Regions from separate parts of the Cricetulus griseus genome. Here region 1 is linked to region 2. The links are chromatin contacts, called in public Hi-C maps. All regions are on one chromosome and are shown on one strand. Each heading gives the region's core, a stretch centred on a gene start, on an enhancer-like site or on the middle of the called end of the contact. The rest is flanking DNA. Distances are from core to core; before and after follow the strand shown. Region 1 overlaps LOC118238314 (a long non-coding RNA gene). Region 2 holds the start of Znf462 (zinc finger protein 462).

What was found. Hi-C and Micro-C count contacts between places; a contact is called where the count stands out from the background.
Region 1: a Hi-C map of fibroblasts shows a contact between it and region 2, with 6 times the contacts expected there. The contact joins the enhancer-like site here to the promoter of Znf462 in region 2. A contact is called at or near these places in 2 of 8 Hi-C or Micro-C datasets (the CHO-K1 cell line and fibroblasts).

What each region holds. Positions count from the first base shown.
Region 1 is chr2:89,873,029-89,879,740 of CriGri-PICRH-1.0, reverse strand. LOC118238314 (a long non-coding RNA gene) reads left to right here. Exons shown (of 3, transcript XR_004768258.1): 3 at 1-6,349. Among named protein-coding and RNA genes, the nearest start is that of Tmem38b, 100 kb to the left of the region's middle. Within about 2 kb of position 2,395, at least 1 of the 6 cell types and tissues checked has open chromatin away from gene starts, as enhancers often do. A contact at or near this core is called in fibroblasts, where this site is marked.
Region 2 is chr2:88,914,222-88,920,579 of CriGri-PICRH-1.0, reverse strand. It overlaps Znf462 (zinc finger protein 462), which reads left to right and starts at 2,742. Exons shown (of 14, transcript XM_027403067.2): 1 at 2,742-3,003.

The DNA of each region.
Region 1 (6,712 bases), core at 1,146-3,645, 960 kb before region 2:
ACCATCACTACTCAGTCTCAGTCATTTTAATGTTATTCCCCCAAGTCATGCAGTGGCTCCTGCAAAGGCAGCTTGCCTATCTCAATGTTATCTAACTCCAAATCCCATGGCCTGTTCTTTGGATATTGGATACCTAAACAGATGTAAGGAAGTTTAATATTCCTACTTTCTCCATCTTTATTCTTTTTGACCATTATTAGAATGTTCCCCATGCACGAACAAAATGAGTATATACATGTCTTTCTCTTCAGTTGCTTGATTTCTTTTCATTTATCCACTAATCAGAGACTTCAGATAAACACTGCCTTTGCCAATCAGACAGTTAAAATTGTGCTCAAGAAAGATGACGGCACAAGTCTGCTGAGGTAGGAACAAATGTCCAGTCAGGCCTGCCGAGTCCTGGGACTGATCCGATGATGAGATGAATTGAATTCAGGACAGGGACTAACATAGATGGTCATGTGCTAGTTTTAATTCCTGGCCTGGAGCTGCCACCTGCACACCCTTGCTCTGGAACGTGGGTGAGTTGAATTGGAGGATGCTGTTTGGAGTAAGATTTGGTTGAAATAATCATCAGTGCATGTAGCATGTACAATTTGTGGAAACTTAATGTAAAAATACGATCAAGGGACAAAGTCCCTGCCCTTTCTGAAATTAAGGGAAAGAATAAACCCTGGCAAATCACCAAACAGCATACACAGCAATTCGGTGTGATAGACAGCAGCACACAGAGAATGTCAGGCACAAAAAGGCATTGTAGAGGGAGTGACATGGAGTAGAGAGTGGAAGGAGGACTTTCAGGGTGGGGACAAGAGAGTATGGGGAGTGGAGATTGCAGACTCAAAACCCCTGAGACTGGAAAAGGTATGGGCTGCTTGCGGCATGGGATACAGCCAGGAAAGAGCAGGGACACTGATGGTCGAGAGGTGAACCGTGATCATGAAAAGGAAAGTCACATTCAAAGCAGAAATTATGATTTTTGTCTTAGTCCTTAGCATCTGAAGTCACTGAAAGATGCTAAGTTTTCTGTGGTTAAGGTTGGTCCTTCTGAATTATGCCGGGTGGATTGATGGGGGAAAGGAGGGGCAAGTGGTCCAGATAGGAGCGTATGCTATCTGCCTGGTTAAAAGCTCATGGGAATTTAAAGTTGGTAGTGCATCTGTGGAAAATCTGTGTGACACACAGGACGGAGGAATGGGACTGGTGATGGACTCTGAAGCAAGGATGGAATGGACCACACCTGCACATAGCAGTCATTAAACAGTAGCTTTTTCCTTATCCTTGAGTCTGGGCCTCTGAGGCTGCCATCCCTTGAGTGCACTCTTAGAAATGTAGGCTTACCTTTCTAAGCTCCAGCTGAGAAAGCCCAGAGAGCTCAGGAGTATCCCCCTGTCCTTTCTGGTTCTGGGAACCTCTGCTGCCAGAGATGGCCACCTTATTGTAGCACCTGGTGAGCTGTTCCATTTCATATTGAAGTTACTGTCAGTCAGGGACCTTTGTCTCTGTCCTTATACTGTTGAGCCACACCTATGCCATTATACAATTGTCAAAAATCATGGGTTCCAGGTGAGGAGAAGCTATGTGTAGGTAGGTTGCTCTGGAGATGAGGTGGAAATGAGATCTCATGAAGGGGTCGCTGGTTTCCAAGTCATGACACCGCAGAGCAGGGTTTGGTGGAATAGGGATCTGATGCTTCTCTCTCCCCTGGGCATATCTGGGAGGGTGTAAGTTACAAAAAAAGAGGCTATGTGGTGCAAGGAACTCAACCAGGGACCAGGGTCTATGTATATACATGTGTGTACCTGTGTATTGTGGGTATAAGTGGATGCACACATATCAGTACATGGCATTTATTATGCCCATGTACTTGCATTCTTAAGCTAAGGGCTTCATGTGTATGTATGTATGAGATTGCATATTTCTGTGTATGCACATATGTGTTTGTATGTGTGGGATGTGTGTGTGTGTGTGTGTGTGTGTGTGTGTGTAAACTGTTTGTTGTGCTTGTGTGTATGTGCAGGAACCCTGGACTTAGGCAGCTCCTCCTCCAGAGTCACATATGCCCCTGGCTGCCAGCAGGTGGCCCCTGAGCACCATGTGCTAGGCTCTGGGGACAAGGTCTGCTCTGTTCATGCAGCCTTCTCTAAGAATCTTTCCACTGATCTGGCCTCTTCTCTTAAGCTTTGGTCCTGAGGCATACAGGGACTAAGGAAGACTATTCTAACACATATAATGGGCCCGACAGTGTAGGGCTGGACTGTGGGTAGGGCTGCTGAGCACCCCCCCCCCCCGTGGTGCTCCTGGCTCTGCGCCAGGCTCTCAGCTGCACTCTTGGTCAGTAGTCACATAGGCAAGCCTGGGCCTAGGCTAAACTAAGAAGGAATGTGACTATGTGACTAAAGATCTGTACTACAGAAGGGACTGAAGAAAGTGCCAGGCATGTCTGTTTACCTTGCTTACAGTGACACTAGGGTCAGGCAAGATAGCAACATGGTTTTTCTCTTGCTCAGAAGGCAGAGAGCTAATGTTCGTGTCTCCTAAAGACAGCAACCAAGTGCCCAAGGACAGCTACTCTTATTAGATGATGATTATCGTGTCTTTGGACTGTTGGACTTGAGAAGGAAAGTTGGACTCACTGACATGTTTGTGAGATCTGTGAGAATACTAAGAGGCTTCCTTAGCCCTTGGTGTTCGCATTGTCTATTACCTGGGTTATTTCTCATGGGTGCCTGTGAGCAGAGAGGGTCTTGTCAGACTGTGTCTGGATCTTTAGTGTTCATCCAAGGGCTGAGTCAGGATGGGTGCTTGATGGTGATTTGGTGAGCACTTAGAGGAGTAATGCCTATATAAGGATAGTTGGGGGTGTGGAATGGAATGCATGGAGCTTAGAGCCAAGTTCTGGTTGAAGCTGAAAGGATTCTAAGGGAGGTGGGAATTCTAAAAATGAAGGGAAGCAGACCCTTGGAGATGGAACCGGAAAAACTAGAGTCATTGTGCAATCCAGTGGTTTTCCTGTCAATTTCCTGCCAGACTTTGGGGACCTATGAATATAGCTCAGGACAGATAGTGGCAGCAGCAGGGAGGGAAATTTGAAGAAGCTGTGAGAGGCTGGGGGTGTAACTCAGTTGGTGAAGTAATTTTTTAGGATGCATGGAGCCCTGGGTTTGATCTCCAGCAAGGTGTAAACCGGGTGTGGTGGTACACTTCCATACTGATGAGGAAAATCAGAAGTTCGAGGTCATCTTCAGCTACATAGTGAGGCCAGTTAGAGTGCACAAGACCCTGTCTCAAAAGACCTACAACAAATCAATAAAATAAAGGAAAGAAAGAAGGTTGTTGGATGAGATTCTGGACATGGCCTCTATTCAATTGATAAGGTTCACTGTTTTTTTTTTTTTTCTTTGAAAACAAATTGGATGCCATTTTTCTTTGCTATTTATCATTTGTGCCTTGTGTGGTGTGTGTGTATGTGTTTGCTTGCTTGACTGTGTGTAGGCATATATACGTATGTATGTTTATGCACAAGGGTGTATATGTGTACTAGGAGGTCCAAGTTTGATGATGTTAGGAATCATCATTGATCTCTCTTTTACCTTCTTTATAGTGAGGCAGGGTCTCTCAATCAAACCCAGAGCTCATTGATATGCCTATCAGTCTTGCTCTGCTGTGTCCTCTTTCTGGGCCTCCAATTGTAAGTGGCTCATCAAGCCCACTTGGCATTTACATGGATTCTGGAGGTGTGAGTTTCAATCCTCATTCTTACACAGCAAACATTTAGCCATTGAGTCATTTTCCTTGCTCCTGAAATTCATTTTTAATTGAGAATATTTATTTATTGAAATCTGTGATTCTAAATTCTGCCACTATTTCAAGATGGCCATGCAAGATTTCTGTTTCCTTGGTGGTATATTCTAGTAGGGAGAGAAGGAAATATGTAAATGGATAAGTTAAGTCTGAGTGTGGCCCATAATGGAGCTGGAACCTAGTAGAGGGACTCAGGGAAGAAGAGGAGGCCAAGGGTGGACCCCGGGAGGAGGAGACAGCTGAGCCTCTGTTGTGTCTATGAAGTGAGAAGAAGCACTTCTGGAAAAGGTTTTTGTTTGAAGAAAAATGTCTATGAAAATCAGAAAACCATCACCTAGTCAGTCTTCTCTTACTTACATTTATTTGTTTAAATTTAAATCTAATACAGGATTCACTGTAAAAATTTCAAACACAGACACAGACACACAGACACACAGACACACACACACACACACACACACACGCACATACACACACTCATGGCAAAATGGTCCTCTCCCCTCCATGTCACCTCCCAAAGCCCCCAGACCCACTTACTAGTTCTCTACACCGATAGGCAGGTAACCTCTCAGACTTCTTTCTGTACATTGGCAAGTATATTTCTTAATTACTGCTTTTGCTTGTCTTTTAGGATGCTCAAATTTAATAATCCCACACAGGACTGTTGGTGCTCTCTACTATACTGGATCCTTTCCCAGGCTTCCTATCTTGGTAAATTGGTGCTCCCATCTCTCAGAATCTTCCAAGCCCCAAGCTGCCCCAAGCTTGGGGACATCCTGATTCTTTCTTTGCACTCAGGCAACACAAGTTACTGCCCTATCAGGTTCTGCAGGCTCTACTTTCAGGGCACACCTCATATCTGGGTGCTCTGTGTAGTCTTCAGCCTGGTCAAAACCCAGCACATCCTGCCAGGACCTTCTACATGCTCTTTATCCCCACCCCCTGTTATATTTTACAGTTTTTCCCCCATCCAGCGTCCTGTGAAATCTTTCAAATATAGTAAAGCACATCATGCCCCTCCCTCCTTGATACTCCAATGGCTTCCAATTTGCCTTCAGGAATAAAATCTCAACTTTTCATCTGAAATCTAAAAGTCAAAGCTTAAACGACTGGGCCCCAGCTTCCTTTCTAATCTCATCTTTTTCCTTCTTCCTCCTATACAGTATCCTGTAACCACACTGCATGCCACATCCTCGTCCTTCCTATTGTGTATAGAGACCTTGAGTTTGCTGGCCTGGCTTAGAGAACACCTTTCTAATCTTAGCCCGGTGTTACCCTCCAGGGAAGCCTTCCCCATAGCTTCACATATAAATAGACTCCCTTCCTTCCTGCTTCCTCCTCCTACAATCACCACTCTGTTTTATGCCTGTTTTCTTTCTCTTACACTACTTACATTACTGGACTGCCCTTGCTCCTTGCCTGTCTCTGATCCCTTGTGTTTCAGCCCTATCAGGACAGAGATGTGACTCCTACTGCATCATTTATATTTCCTCTTGCTGTGATAAAAACAAGCAAACAAAAACCTTGATTAAAGAAATGGGTTTATATACTGTATTATGTATCATAATTGTGCATGACTTTATTTATGAGCTAAATAAATGAATGGAAAAAAAAAAGAAATGGATTTATCTGGGCTCAAAGTTCCAGGATATAGACTATCACTGTGCGGAAGTCATGGTAGCAGGAGCTTGAGCTGGCTGGTCATGTTGCATCTGCAATCAGGAAGCATGGAGTGATGAATGCTGGTGCTCACCTTGCTTTATTTTTCTCATGCTTGTGGACCCCAGCCCAGGGGACGGCCTCTCCTAGATTCAGGGTGTGTCATCCCATTTCAATTAACCTAATCCACCACAGACATTCTCAGAGGCTAACTTATTCTTGATAATCTGTGGTTATGCCCAGAATGTTATCTTCTAGGTAATTCTAGATCTTGTCAATTGGTAATCAAGATTAACCACATACCTGACTTTCTCATGGCTCTATTGATGGATGAATAAAATGATCTTCTTTTTGTTGCTAATGCAAAGGGTGTAGCAAGCATTTTTGTAGCTATATACCTTTGGGAAATTGTGTAATGGTTTCTGTGCACAGATTCTTGGAAGTGGCTACATATATTTTTAAAATTCAATAGATATTACTAATTTCCCTCCAAATCACTGTATTAGTTTGAACTCCCATTTGCTTTGGTGGAGAACTGTCTTTTCTTACATCCCTATCAACTCTACATAAACAAATAGTCATTGTTTTCTTCCTGTTAGCCTGCGTTATAAACAAAACATAAGTATTATATTTTGTTTTAATTTGTACTTTCCTTATTCTATAATGTTGGATATGGCTTTATGTATTCTTTGTAGTTTTTCTCTTATATGTGGGTGTTAGCTTTAAAGTTTTCTGTTTGTATGCTGTAATCCAAACAAGCACAGAGGTTAGGTACCGACCTAGTAAGGTACCAGAGGAGAGAAGATCTTCAAAAGAAGGGGAAATAGAATAAAGTGTCATAGAGAGGTAAAAGGTGAAATTTTACCTAGAATAGGAGAATTTCATATGGGAGGGATATGACAGATGGGTCCATGATGGGATATGGGGAGGGGCAACTAACACTAAAGGGCATTTGAAAACAATACGAAAGCCTACTACCATAGAAGCTTAGCTTCCTAAAATATTTACATATACAAAAGTAGTCTAAATAGAATCACCAAGCAACACCTCCAGTTTCAGGAATGGATTACATCTTGCTGAGTCATTGGCCAAAAGGGTCACATGGACACCACCCCTCAACATCACAGGCTATTGTCCAGGCTATTGGTTGCTCTCCTCAATCTGATTGTATAAGTTGAAAACAATTACTTCTGTCATCAAGAACAAAACAGTCAAGATGGTGCCTAACTAGAAACTCCACTGCTACTAA
Region 2 (6,358 bases), core at 1,493-3,992:
TTTGCCAAGTGGGTTTACGAGGTCGAAGGCGTGTTGGGGCGCGCTGGCGCTGGCGCAAGGCTCCTCCCCAGGGCTCATTCCCGCGGACCGCGAAAGCCCTGGAAACCCCAGGTTTCCTCTGACCTCCGCTCCTTCCTCTCTCCTTGAGGCTGGGTCCCCGCGCCTGGGGAGGGGGGGCGGTCCCCATCCCCGCACTTCCGAACCACGCCAACCCACAAGGTACCTTCACGTCGAGGAAGATATTTATCACAGCCTCTGAAAGCTAGCAGTTGATGGGTGCTTTCAATCAGAAATACAATTGCTATTATTATTGTTGTTGTTATTGTTATTATAATTTTGCCCGGTGCAGAGCTTTTGACAGAAAAAAAAAAGTCAGCTTTTTATTAAAGACAAAGAGGTAAATTATCAGTCGGGACGGCGCAAACCTGGCGCGCTTCCTCTTGTGGCCACGAGGAATTGATGGGGAGCGGCGGTCAGCACTCAGACACCCTTGGGGTCCCGGTGGGGAGGAGCTCCGGACAGACAGACTTGTTCAGGTCCCTCTAGCACCTGGAAAGAAGCGAGTCCTCCCCCTTTGCACAAAGCCAGGAAGATTTTACTGCGAAGCAGTCTTACCGATCTTCCTCTCCTTTTTCCCTCTGCTTTCTTTGACTCCAGGCTCCCTTTCGCCTGAGTCCTTTCTCCTCGCTTTTCTCTCCCTGACCCCCCTCCCCCGCGCTTCTCTTCCTCCCCCTCCTTTCTTCGCCACCGCACGCGTAGTGTCATTTATTTATTTATTTATCACCCCCAGCCATCAACACCCTTTTAGGGCTCCCGAGCTTTTCAATGTGAGTGGGAGGAGAAAAGGGCAGGAAGTGTTGACTGGAAAGGGGTTAGATCGTGCGTCAGGGTGAGACATTCTGCCCTGGAATACACAATCGGGAAAATCTTGGGAAATGAGGTTTTTAGATGTGCTTAGGAAACGCCGCTATCCGATGGGAACCAACTTCGTGCGCGTCTTCTCTGTTTTTATTGTATGGGTTTACCGGTCTAGCTGCCCCGACTGTGGGGGAGGGGGGACGGGGCGAGTATTAAAGAGGACAATCTCGCCCAGGATCCTCCACACCGCGCCTTCACCGGATGCGCGCTCCTCAATGCGAAGGAATCCAGCAACAACCCCTAATTCAGAGGCGGACAAAAGAAACTTTAATTAAGGTCCCTGCCCCGCGCGCTGCGCTGCGTGCTTTTCTCTCCTGGGGCTGTAGATGTCCAACTAGAGCATCTGAGAAATAGAAATGGTACCGTACACCAGCCCATGCCCTTGAACTTCAATTGCTCCTGACTTGCTGCATTGATTTTTTTTTTCTTGTACTGTAGTGCCCCCCCTCCATCCTAAATCAAATTAAAGCCTTAGGAGATCTTTGACCTGGTGAGAGAGGGAGTGGAAACCCACTTCTTTGAAAAAGAGATAGTTCAGAGTGATTTGGGGGGAAATTACACAAAATAAAAATTCAAGGTGTGATGCTTCAGCTTGGCTCTCTTGTCTTCAACATCATGACACCTTATCATTAGGAGCGACGATTGTTACTTTCCAAGCCTTTAGATGATCAGTCGGAAAGTGCAAACAACGCGGGGCGCGAGGGTGGAAAGTTATTTAAGTACTACACCCCCCCACACACACACCTTGGTGCGCCGTCAAAACATTTCACAAGTTCGGAAAAGAAAGTGGTGGCTTCTAGATAAAAATGATGGGCTCCTTCTTCTCCTTTTCGTATCAGAAGAGACATAAACCGCACAATGAGCCTTTATTTAGAGGGCGACGACTTAAAAATACATGCCAGTAATGGACAACTTGAGCCCTTCACTGGAGATACACTGCAAGCTGGAAAGGAATTAAAAAGCCCCACGTGGTTGATCTGGGTTTAGACTTGCAACCTTCAGTTCTTCATCTCTGTTCTTTGCAAAGATTGGCCTCTAGATGGATTCATTTGAGGGACCCTTTAGAGCCGGGGCTGGGCGCCTGGGGCAGGGCTGATGGTGCGAGCAGAGCAGGGTTCTCACTGGGGGCTTGCTCCTCTGGCCAGGGAGGTCGGGCGCCTCCGGGAGGCGAGCGCGCACGCCCGGAGCCCGGCGGTCGCGCTCCTCGCGCCGCCTTTTCCGCAGGTCTTTATTCATCTCATCTCTCTCTTCCCCTTCTCCTCCTCCTTTGCCTCCTTCTCCTCCTCTTCCTCCTCCTCCTCCACCACCACCACCACCACCACCTCCTCCTCCTCCTCCACCGCCACCTCCTCCTCTTGCATCTCACTGGCCTGGCTCTGTGTTGTTCAGAGTGACAAAGACAATGTCCCAGCCTTAACTTTGCAACCACCTTGCCTCCTTCTGGGGTTCAGCGCGGGAGGGGGGCGGGCAGCAGCCGCAGCTTCAGCATCTCCTCCAGCTTCTCCTGCGCTTCTCCAGCTCTTGGATAATTCTTCGTATTTCCCCCCCAGCCCTTTTCTCATTTCTTTCTTTCTTTCCCTTCCTCTCTCCTGCACGTTGTTGTTATTAGAAAGGCTTCGCGCACCCCCTGGTGCTCTGGCGTTTTGTGTGGCAGGAGAAGATTGTCTTCTCTCTTTCTGTCTTGCTTTCTCTCTCCCTCTGGTTGCTCATTATTCAGAGAGAGACACAGAGGGAGGGAGAGAGAGAGCGCGCGCGAGGGAGAGGGAGGAGAGGAGAGAGAAGAGCAGAGAGAGAGAGAGAGAGAGAGAGAGAGGGGAGAGAGAGAGAGAGTGAGAGGAGAGGGAGGGAGGGAGAGGGGAGAGAGACGGATATCTCAGGTCATCTGCAGCTGCAGCGAGTCTGAGGAGCCGTGGAAGGCAGGGAAGATGGCGATCCTCCATTGCTGAGACCCGGCAGAAGCACATGAGACTCCCAAACAACTTCCACAACAATAACCCGAGCAGGAAGAGGAGAAAGAGAAAGAGGATAAGGAGGCGGTGGGGCTGGAGAACCCGAAGCACCTCCCGGCGCCGGGACGCTTCTTCTGTAAGTTACTGCAATTAACCACCACCTCCGGGGTGGTCTGAGTGCTCCGGGGAGGAGAGCGCGGGGCGGTGGAGGCACAAACGCGCTCATTCATTCGGCCAAGGAGGGCTGGCGGCGCGGGGAGGAGAGGAAGTCCCCTGCATGGGCTGGCTATGAGGAGAGAGGAGAAGAAGCTAAAGAGAGGAGAGACCGAGGAGGAGGAGGAGAAGGAGGAGGAGGGGGAGGAGGGAGAGCAGCAGGGGGAGGAGGAAGAGGAGGAGAAGAAGCTAGGGAGGAAGAGGAGGAGGAAGAGGAGAAGGTGGTGGTGGTAGCTGTGGAGGTGGCTGTGCTTTTCCTGCTGGCTGCTCCTTCTGCCTTCTGCTGGGGGGGGGGAGCCCTGTGGCTTAATTAATTTCGTGTAGTTCTGTGAAGAGAAGAGAGAGAAATGAGATGAGTGAGAGGAGAGAGCTGGAGGCTTAGGACGGATGCTCCGAGTGTGGGGACAGGAGTAGGGACAGAGAAGGGGGGCGGAGGGCTGGAGGCCAGGAGAGACCTGAGCCCGAGCCAGAGGGAGCAAGCGAGGGGTCAGAGGAGGGAGCGCTCGGAGCGAGCGGCCCCGACCTGAGCGGGTTGACCTCTTTCTTTCTCTGTCCCTCTGCTTCCTTTCCCCTCCTCTGTCTGCCTGTCCCCCGCCCGATGGCAAAGCCGTGCGGATTGGCACCCCCCTCTTCCTCAGGTATTTGGCTCTCCTCTCTCTCTCTCCTCTCTCCTCTCCGAAGTTGGGATGCGGGGTCGGGATGTGTCGAGGGGGTGGCTGCAGCCGCCGCTACTGGGGAGGAGAGAGGCGACGAGCGGGGGGCCGCGGGCCGGGTGGGGGCGCAGGTTGAGGGACAGCTGAGGAGCTGTCTCCAGGCTGAAGGTTCAGAAGCGTCTGGTTGGAGGAGGACAACGGTTTCTGGAGAGGAGAAGCCATTACACACGCTTGGCTCCTCTGAGGCTGGGAGAAAGGAAGGCAGGGGCCTGGAGGGGGGGCGTCTCACTCCTGGTGCGGTTCCCAGGGGTCTGCCCTCCCTCCAGGCACGGGGGGGAAGCCGCAGCCGCCCCCCATTGGAGCAGCCCCTCTCTTTCCCTTTCTTTATCTCCCTGTCCTCCATTTGCAAGCTGTCTGCTTTGGTTCCAGTCCAGACTCCAAAACACAAAGCTCCTTCTCACGTTCATTCTCCAGGCTGTTCACCATTCCTGAAGGAACCCTGGTTTTCTTTTCATTGTGGCTCCTAACCTACAGAGAGGGAGGGGAAGAGGTTGCCTGGAGTTTCTTTTATATTCCTCCCCAACCTTAAAAAAAAAAGAAGAAGAGAGAAAAGAAAAGAAAAAAGTTTCATTTTTAAGCACGCGCCTGGGATGGGAAAAGACCAACCAGTTGGGGCTTTCTCCAGGGCTCCCGGGGGTTGTGTCTGAGTGTCTGTGTTGGCTGTTTGGCTTGGTTTGGTTTTGTTTCTGGAGGTTGCTTGCAGGTTTGGGGAGGGAATTGACTAGTTGGGTTGAGAGCTGGGAACTGAGTCAGGTAAGCCTTGTCATGCTGTAACTCCACCAGAAAATGGAGGAGAGCGGGCTTCCAGGAGACAAAGCTGGGATGAGAAGTGTTTATAAAATTATGGATGTCTCCATTTTGAAGCTCTCTTGGTGATGGCTGGAGGAAGAGGCATGCCTGCCTACTCCTTCTCCCTCTCCAGAGGGAGACCTTTTGGTGGTTCCTCGCTATCTATTCATTAAGCAAGGGAATGAGGGCTTTTAAGGGTTCCTCAGATTTTTCTCCTACCCAACGAGCGCTTTCACAAGTTACTGAGATGTTTGTTTCCATTTTAAAGTAAACTTTTGGAATTTTTTTCTCCTTTGGAGTGGACCTTAAGGGTTTTTGACCTCCTTAAGGAAAGACTAGGCAAAATCTAAAACATTTCCACTGAGATCTTCACACAACTTTCAGCTGCTCCAGGTCCCTGAATGTCTCCAGGAAATGTTACTCCCTCAGTGTGAGGGAGGTTGGTGGCCCTAGGCTGAGATTTTTCTTCCTGTCTTTGCTTTTCTCTTTTGAGTTCTGGGGCTTGGTTATCATTCTGATGCATTGCAAAGACTTTATTGTCTGGTTTAGGGTGATTTCTGCCAGAAAGAATAGAATATGTTCCTTCCAGATCTCAGAGGAACTCTCTCAGACTGGCAGCTTCTTCGGGTTCTACATGTCTCTTCAGGCTGCTCCATTTGTGTGTGAGGCCTTCCTAGCTCCTTTGTTCCCCCCTTCCCTTTCCTTCTGCTATTTTCCCCCGTGTTCTCCAGTACTGTAAGTCTTCAGAAATATCACCATGTCTTCTTAACAATGTCACTATGGAAACAAATGATGTCAGTTGAGAAAACCTTATGTCCAGGTATCTTAACCTTTTTAATTGGAAGATTTTATTAATCTTGTAGGAAGACATTTTGTGGGGATGGTTTGAAAATAGGAGCCAGTCCTACCTCAGCACACACACACACACACACACACACACACACACACTCACACACACACACTGATATGGAGTCCTTCACAGATTAGTTCTAGAGATTGCATGTAATTGGCCCAACTAAAGAACTGAATTCTGAAATGCTTCACAGATTTATAAAAACCAACCATGAAGATGTGGCTTTTCCACTAGGTAAGGTAGCCATCTTGAGGATGAGGGAAAATGTTGGAAGAATTTTAGGTGGACTATTGAGATAGGTGAGGAAGGCCTCACAGTGGGATGAAAACTTGGAGGAGATTCAGAACCAATTAACAGATTCTAAGGGGGCTAATTGGACCTTGCTTTCAACTAAGGAGAAATACAGAAAGGTACCAGCTTCAACAGAAATAAGGAACACATTGGTGAGCCACTTACACCAGCTTTTTTCTTGCCTTGCCTTCTCATTATGTGTCAGATTTTTGTACGCCAAGTTCCCTCTGTCTACAGTGTTTTTGTGCATATTGAAGTGGTTTTCGATTCCAGATGTAATTATATTCTGTTGAGAAGCTGGTAGCAATGTCACTCAGTAAATGCACACTGCTGTATATGACAACATCACATTTTTCAAACCAAACTGTTGTGTCATTAATTGAGGGTTATTGTTCTTCTGAGGGGTGTGAAAGGAGACAGGGAAATACATGGCTCTTTAGCTGATAATTGTCCATGGTCAACGAAGTAAAACCCTGTTTGTACAGATGAAGATGTATGGTTTTCTGTGGATGTGTATGCTCATTTAAAAATATGTTCAGATCTCTGCCCCTTTAATAAAGACCTAGAATTCTCCAAGAGCACTTAGAAAGAAACTCTTGCCTGGAATCAGATTTTTTTTTTTAATTTAGAAT